Linked DNA regions of Urocitellus parryii: region 1 is linked to region 2. A link is a contact called in public Hi-C data. All regions are on one chromosome and are shown on one strand. Each heading gives the region's core, a stretch centred on a gene start, on an enhancer-like site or on the middle of the called end of the contact. The rest is flanking DNA. Distances are from core to core; before and after follow the strand shown. Region 1 holds the start of Ppa2 (inorganic pyrophosphatase 2). Region 2 holds the start of Tet2 (tet methylcytosine dioxygenase 2).

Region 1 (4,100 bases), core at 820-3,319, 310 kb before region 2:
CCGTTTCACCGCTTTCAATAGGCATCAAAAATTGGTTCCTTTTTCAAATGCAGTGTTCCTTTCTGTTTCTACTCCTAGAACTACTATGTCCTCGTCACTTGATATTTGAGATACTGTCAGTACGTAGACAGCGTATCTCCTATTTCCTATTCTGGCCCTTTCTACATATAAATTATAAGTCAGTTTCTCCAAATCATAAAATTTATAAACTCAATTCTTTTCAAGAATCTCTAGTGGTTTTGTATTTTGTAAACCCTGGACACATTATTTAACAGTTTTATGTGTCATTGTCTTTATGCTCTACCTTATAAATTCCTAGAATTGATCCTCAAACTCATATTTTAAAATTATTAAAGAAGTTAATCTGATTCATCTATTACTATTTTATATCAATCATATTACATACTCTGACATTTGATATTCAAATATTTTAGTAAATTGTAGAGAATGGAAAATGGGATTCTAAGTAATTATAAACTTATTTAATAAAAGTTTCCTTTTTGGATGTACAACTCTGCAACATTTAAAATGTAATTTACAAAATAACAAGTTAGTGTCAAGATTTCATTTTAAGTAAATATTACATTTTGAAATGCTTAATATTTTCTTCATTAGTTTTTACAAATCAGGATGCACATAACTTGAGGGTTACTAAAAAATGCTCCCAGAATTAAGGAAAGCTATTGACAAGAGAGGCCTCAGAACTACATTCTAGATTCTCCCAAAGGATAACTACAAGCATTAGGATACAGAGAATGGTGTTAATTTGAGAAATAATTCTGAGAAAATTTTTCTCTTCACTGTTTCCTATAGGAAGTCATTGTTTGTAATGTCACAAAACAATATGACTAAAAATCAGACATTTTTCAAAGTTTAAAACTCTGTAGATTTTTAAAACAACCTAGATTTTTAGCTACCTTGTTTCAGCAGGAATTTGTCTTACTGAAACATCTGATCGTCAAGGTTAATTGAACAATTAACTTTTTTCATATAAAGAAACCATAAAATTATACAACCACCATGATATATGCACAAAAGAAATGTTCTCTCCTTTTTATGGAAGAGTCTACCTCATAGTTCAGTCTAGTCAAGTTGACACATAAGAAAGCCACCAGTGCTGACAAAAATATTTTAGAATCTGCAGTTTAGTCTAAGTGGTCAGTGAACTTCACCTAGATATCCTTTCTGGAAACTTGGTAGAGCAGGTTTCTAATTTTAACTGTCACAATATAACTGGAGATAAGTGGCAGAACCTGAATGCCTAATGTGAATCCTGTTGTCATCTAGGGTAGAAACTTGTGGAGTTTCAGAGGTCTTCCTAGTGGCCTAATGGTTCCCTAAATAGGTGGTCTAAAGGAGGGAAAACTGATATTTGTGGCAGACTTCTGCTTGCTTGCAACATCTGTTCTTCCATTCTTCTGCAGTGGTATGGCTCTCGTTTTTTTTTTTTTTTTTTTTTTTTTACCTGAGCCCGTGACCACTCAGAGTAAAATCTACTGGGTTATAGTTATTTGTGGCCACTATATTAAGTGCTGTCCTGTGGGGTATAAGTAGCTACAGGTAGTGCAGGCTAATTCTGGAAAGTTGCCTCTACTTGGACTAAACAGCAAAAGGCTTCATGGAGGAGGTAAGGAAATTACTTATGACTTTTATGTAAGTCAGCGTCAAGGCCAAATTTTCATATGGAGGCATGATCATTATGTCTTACTGGGACGTCTTTGTGTAAGTACACTCGTCTCCTATGTTGGACAGGGTCCAGAGCAGCCTTTGGCACAGAGTAATCATACAGTAGTGCATTACCGCAGCAAAAATACAATATGATAGTAAAGGTTAATGGGGGTAAGTGAAGGATTGAGTGGACGAATGAGCGCTCCTCTGGGGTGGTGGACCTTGTCTGGTTCCTCTTTCAGTCTTGGCTTGGCTATATATACCCTGTGCACCGCTGGCGGGGCGCTGGTATTCCACTAGTAAGGGTGGGAATCCTGGTCCAAGGCCCAGGGTGGGAGTGACGACTCCCGAGCGGTAGGGGGCGCCGTCGTGCGGCCGGGTCGGGCCGGGTGGCTACCACAGCCCTGCACAGAACCGCACAGTCGTCTACGCCATGCGCGCGCTGCTGCCGCTGCTGCGCACCGGTAGCGGGTGGCGCGTGGGGGCCCCTGCCGCCGCCCGCCTGCCTCAAGCAGCGAGCGCGGGGAGCGGGCCGCGCCGCGCCATGGCCCTGTACCGCACGGAGGAACGCGGCCAGCTCCACTCGCAGGATTACCGCATCTTCTTCAGTAAGTAGCTCGAAGAGGTCCGCGGCGGGGCGCGCCGGAGCGGAGGAATGTGGCTGAGTAGTGGAACCAGGGGGACCTGCGCTGCCCGCGCGGCCTGCCTCTCTCTTTCAGGCCTTCCGCGGTCGCCGCGCAGTCCAGGCCATCTTCTTGCACGCGGGAGCCCGCGCTGAGCCATGGGAGCTTCCAGCGAGGGCCTCTGACCAAGACCTCCAACGCGGATTGTGGAGATTTAGGACGACAGGCATCCCCGGCGCCGAGTCGCCCTCGGCCCAGCCAACCGCCCTCTCGGAGCGCGTCCGAGCGCGCGGCCACCCCTGCGGCCCGCAGCCTTTCCCGGAACCCGGGCGGCAGTCTGGGTTCACACCGCTTAGTTGAGGAAGGAGGCCGAGTCCGCCAGCGCCCTCCCTTCCGATGGCGTAAGAAAGCCCCTCCTTTCGCGCAGTGGAGAGGCAGGCTGAACTCTGGAGATACAGGGATCTTCTCTCAAAAACACACGTTTGTGCTCACAAGTTTGCACCCTGAGTGCTATCCACAAGCAAGAGCCGCCCGGGCCTTCTGGTAGGGAGATGGCCCTACTTCCTCTGCAAATTGCACTAGCTAGAAGGTCAAGCGACATGTCGGGCACTGAGCTGGCCAACTAAGACTTTCGGAAAAGGACCCAGGTCTCCGGGACTATCATTTATTTTTCTATGCACCCCAGGCTCCCCTTTGTACGTTAGCAGCACCCGGAAAGTAGCAACGTCGATTGATTGGTTTTCACACTCCATTGACTTCAGAGCCCCGAGGGGAGCTGTAAAGTCCACCTGGTACCGTCACTCACATATTAGTAATCGAGGTCCTGGAGTAAACCGTGAAGGGCTTCTTCACTGTTTAGCTCTATAACCCTGATTCCGGGCGAATTTCTTACTTTGCCAAACCATGATATTTTTCCCCCGCCTCCTCTTCTGGAAAACAGGGCTCCAAACATCATATGACATATTGTGTATGTAAAGTGATTAGTTGCAGGGCCTAATGTGAATTATTTAACAATAATAATATCTGTAAGCATTTTTGATATCCTCTATTTTTAAAAGGTTTATAGTTTTCCTGCCTGAGATTACCGTCTAGGGTTATTTTATGGAAGAGATAACAGAGCTTGCCTAAACTCTTGTGAGGCAGCTGGTACTAAAATTTGTTTTCTTCAACATTGGTTCTTTTCCTTTATGCTACAAGCTTTTTTCTCCATCCTCCTTTGGTCAACATTGATCAGGTCGTGTTAAAAAAATGCTGAACCAATGTTGTGCGCACCTGTAATCCCAGCGATTTGAGAGACCGAGGCAGGAGCATTCAAAGTTCAAAGCCAGCTGCAGCAAATTAGCAAGGCCCTCAACAATTTAGGAATCCCTCTCTCAAAAAGTAAAATGGGCTAGGGATGTGGCTCAGTGGTTAAATACCCCTGGGTTCAATACCTGGTACTCCTCCACCCTAAAAAAAATTTACAATGTAATTTTTACTGGAACAAGTTTTCTATAGAAACAATGCTATAAATGGCATTTAGCTTTTTAAGCAGATAAAAGCTTGTCCCCTACTGCATAATACATGGAAGTAACCTAGATCTGCAATAAGTGTAGTAATTAACAGGCAAAGTAGTTAATATCTATGAAGTGTACTAGATTTGGTAGGCATGGCACAGAGGAGGTTTCATCGTGGTCCCTGCCCTCAAGAGATTCATAATATTAATGTAACTCATAAATGAGAATATAAAAACACTAAATATGTTTTACTTGAATCTTGATTGAAGAGAGGCAGAGAAAAAAGTGCAGAGAAGTCTGGAGCTCACAGTGT
Region 2 (4,021 bases), core at 870-3,369:
CATTATTATGCTTTTCCTTCTATCCACCAAATGTCAATTTAATAAATGCCTCCTGAACTTAAGTTTAGCTCTGCAATGCTTCATTAATGCTTCTCTGCTTAATAACATTTTTTAAAAAAAATCAATATTTTGTTGAAATTTATATTCTATTCCAAATCTATTGTGAAACACACATGCAAACATGTAAAAGAATATAACTCCCCTTTAGTATTTCAACTTTCCATTAAAATGCAAATGTAATGATTTCATTAGCCAGGCAACAATACCCACAGTCTTAAACAAAACCAAACCACATCAATATCTTTTTCTCCTAACATACAACATTATTCCTACATTGGATCATTTGTTAATGACTATTTTTGGATTTGGACTTTGCCAGTATAATCCCTAACTGGAGAGGGAAAAGTACAATGTATGATTTGAGATTTAAATTCATGTATGTATTCTATTCCCTAGACAGGCAAACACAGAAACATCTCACTAAAATTTAAACAATCAGTTTGAATATAACCCTTGCTTCAAATTCTAAACATTAGATAAGGGAGGGAAATCACCTAATGCACTAAAAGTATATCATCATGTCAATAACCAGCAAATAACACGTATTTCTTATTCGACCTTCCCAGGAGTCTATTCAGGCCACACTTTGTCATAGGTAGAAAACTCTCTCCTTAGAAACCCCGTTAGCTTCATAACATTGGGCAAGCAGTCCCAGAGAAAAGACTCAGCAAGATGTGAGTGAGGAGTGTGTGTGGAGAGAGGAGAGAGAAGAGAGGGAAGAGGAGAGAGGGGAGAGGGAAGAGGAGAGAGAGGGACATCCAGACCACATAGAGAAAGGCAGAAAGATAAAGACCAAAGAAAAGAGAGAAGCCAGGAGAGAAAAATTGGATGGGACTGTTACAAATCTGCTCTCCACTCCTCTGCTGGGATTGGGTTTCATTTCTTTAGGCGCCCCTGACCTTGCAGTCTACCAACTCTCAACGCTTCGCCCCCCACCCGCCCCCCTCCCCGGGCCTGCGCCTGCCTTTGTGTCTGCCTGTCACTTACCAGGGAACCCAACGAAGCTGATTCGGGAGAAGCACAAAGCCAGGACACAGATTTGTCCACAAATTCTCTCACACACACATTTCCCAGACTGGAAGGCGCTGCCCACGCAGAGGTTCTGGACCTTGAGAAAAGTGGGTTCTGGTCTGGTTTGGGGAACCAGAGAAACTATTCTTTCCTCTTTGACTCAGCGCCACTAACAAAACGCGCGGACTTAAGAAAAAAAAAAAAAAAAAAAACTCCACTCAGTGTATTCCAATTCCACTCCCGGTGACATTCGCTTAGTGCACTTCCCAGGAGAGGGACAAGGGGGTAGGAAGCAGCAGACACAAACCAAAGACCCAGACCCAAACCCTAGAGCAGATAAAAGGGTCCCAAAACACCCCGTCCGTGTTTCTCCCCAGGGTGGTTTAGGATAAACCAGAGACTCCTTTGACTTCCCCGAAAGAAATCGGGGAAGAGGATTCAAGGGAAAAGTAGTGCCCCCCCAAAGCTGAACTATTTGAAAAAGGAAAGCAAAGAAAGCAAAATCACTTTCCTGAGGATAAAAGGCCGGGAAACCACCGGCTGGTCGGTGTACCAAGGTAAGTTTTCTGGAGAAGGAGGGATCGAGCATGAGTAGGACAGAGAAGAGACACAGGACTACAGGTTTAAAGGGGTGGGGGGGTGGGGGGAATTAAAACTATATTTGTCAGCCATGTTGAAGAAGCTCCAGTAATTTGTGAAGCTTCCCTCTTCCCTCTTGGTATTTGTGGGTGACACTACCAGGTTTGCTCCCCAGTCCCTGGAAGCCCAAGAGAAAGCGAGGGAGAGAGGAAAGGGAGAGTTTCGCGGCAAAAGAGAAGCGCTCTGACCTCGTTCTCGTCCCTCAGCCTTGCAGCAATCCAGCAGTTGCAGTCAGGTCTCCTTTCTAACAAATCCTAAAGGGCAGCCATCTTGCTTCCTTCTGCTTCTCTACGAAAGCAGCCTAGCCTCCGCATCAATATTCATAAGGCAGTTTGACGTCTGTTCTCATCACTCGGCGGGGCCGGCGTCTCGGGGCGGCCGCGCCGAGGGGGCGGACGTGACTCGCATGCGAGCCGGGCCTGGGCGCGCGGCGCTGGCGAGGAGGCGGCGGTGGCCGCCAGAGCTCTCGCCGCTGCAGCCGCTGCCTCCGGCTCTCCTCCGCACGGGCCGCCGCCTCCTCCTCCTCCTCTCCTCCTCCTCCTCCTCCTCCTCCTCCTCCTCCTCCTCCTCCGGTGCCCCGCTCTCCTCCTCCGCCCGGATCTCCACCAGCTCCGCCCCGGCCTCTGCCGCCGCCCTGGAGCCCTCAGCTCCAGCTCCCAGGGAGTCAGTCCCCCGCCCAAGGCGTCCCGCAGAAAAGCTCGGGAGCTATACAATGGGGGTGCGCAGCCCAGGCCAGAGCTGCCTTCACTCGGTGCTGGAAGAAGGGGGGAGCCCTGCGCCTGGATGAGCGAGGGGTGGGGGCGGGGAGGAGGGGACCAGGGCAGAGTGCAGGGGAGGGTCCAGCCCCCGGGGACCCAGAACCCTAGGCTAGGCCTCCACCTGGGTCTTCTGCCCTAGTAGACTCCCTACCCTGCTCTCCACTCTTGGCACAGTTGTCTACTCCCAGGAGAAGGCTCAGGGAGGACTCAAGGGAGAGGTGGCCACAGCGCAGGGACGTGCATGTAAGATCGCAAATTTCCTGAAACTTTGTTGGTCCTGCGCTCCACCACCCCATTAGAAGTATCCGCGCCCACGCCCCCACACGCACCCCTTAGGTCCCGCTCCTCACCTCCTGGCAGGTATCCCAGTGCACATCCCTTACCGACCCCTTCCTCCACCACACCCACTGGCACCTTTCTCACACTCACCCTGGTGCCATCTACCTTCTCCTCCCAAGCCCGCACTCCATCGCCTTTTAGGTTCACGGTGACATCCTCCCTTCCTTGTCGCCTTAATCTTGCTCAGCAGAAGCACTCCTCATTTTCACCAAGGGCATGCCCTTAGTGCTTTAGGGGCCTGTATTTTTAAAGACTTGACAAATTAGGAAATTGGCCGAGTCCTGTTCCTCCCCGCCCCGGCCCACCTTCTGTTTACTTTCGCCACGTGGGCTACGAAGGGGAGGGAGTCTCTCTCAGGGATCCAAGCTGAGTTTCTCACCAGTAACCCTCTACTTCTCGCTAGTAAGAAATACCCGTGCACTTTCAGATGCTACAGTTGCCTCCGTTAAGTTCCTCTATTTTGAGGAAATTTCCACTTGTACAATTAATGAAGAAACTGTTCCATAAACACTTAAATTCCGAATGACCAACGTTCGATTTCCCCTGACATTTGGTACTCTGTAAGAACGCCCTTCCACTGACAGTTTTTCTTTTCTATTGCTGAGTAGTTTTACTTCTCATTTTAATGCTCTTTTTCTAACCATTAACTTTTTTTTTTTTTGAAGACTAGATAAAGAACAAAGCTTGCATGATTCATACCAGATAGAAGTTTTTGGAAAATGCCCTTTCAAGTAGTTTTCATATTTGTGACATTTACATTTTAAATAGGTAATTTGGATACATCTTTTAGGTGATCATTTGTAATTACAGTAACCTTAAATCAGCGCTAATTCCATTGTGTGTAGCACACTTGTTTTTTTGTTTGTTTGTTTTGGTTTGGTTTTTTGGTCTGTAACCTAATTCTAAGACCACCCCACCACACTCCCACTCCTATCTGGGGATGGAACCCAGGGCCTAACATTTCTAATAGGCAAAGTTTCTACCAATGAGCTACAGACACAGTAATTTCTTCAGAAGTAAGGCCTTTATCCATGTTGTATTATGCGCCTGTAGTACCAGCTACTCTCAAGGTTGAAATAGGTGGGTGGCTTGAGGTCAGGGGTTCTGGACTAGCCTAGGCAACAAAGCAGGATATCCAACCTCAGGCATACAAAATCTATGCTGCATCTTGAAAGAAAGAAAGAAGGGAAGGAAAGGGTGGGGTGGGGAGCAGG

What was found. A called contact is a pair of places that touch in the nucleus more often than the background predicts.
Region 1: a Hi-C map of muscle shows a contact between it and region 2, with 4 times the contacts expected there. The contact joins the promoter of Ppa2 here to the promoter of Tet2 in region 2. A contact is called at or near these places in 2 of 2 Hi-C or Micro-C datasets (liver and muscle).

Annotation. Positions count from the first base shown.
Region 1 is chr10:52,522,038-52,526,137 of mUroPar1.hap1, reverse strand. It overlaps Ppa2 (inorganic pyrophosphatase 2), which reads left to right and starts at 2,069. Exons shown (of 11, transcript XM_026404662.2): 1 at 2,069-2,276. The coding sequence starts at 2,102.
Region 2 is chr10:52,214,720-52,218,740 of mUroPar1.hap1, reverse strand. It overlaps Tet2 (tet methylcytosine dioxygenase 2), which reads right to left and starts at 2,119. Exons shown (of 11, transcript XM_026404656.2): 1 at 1,899-2,119.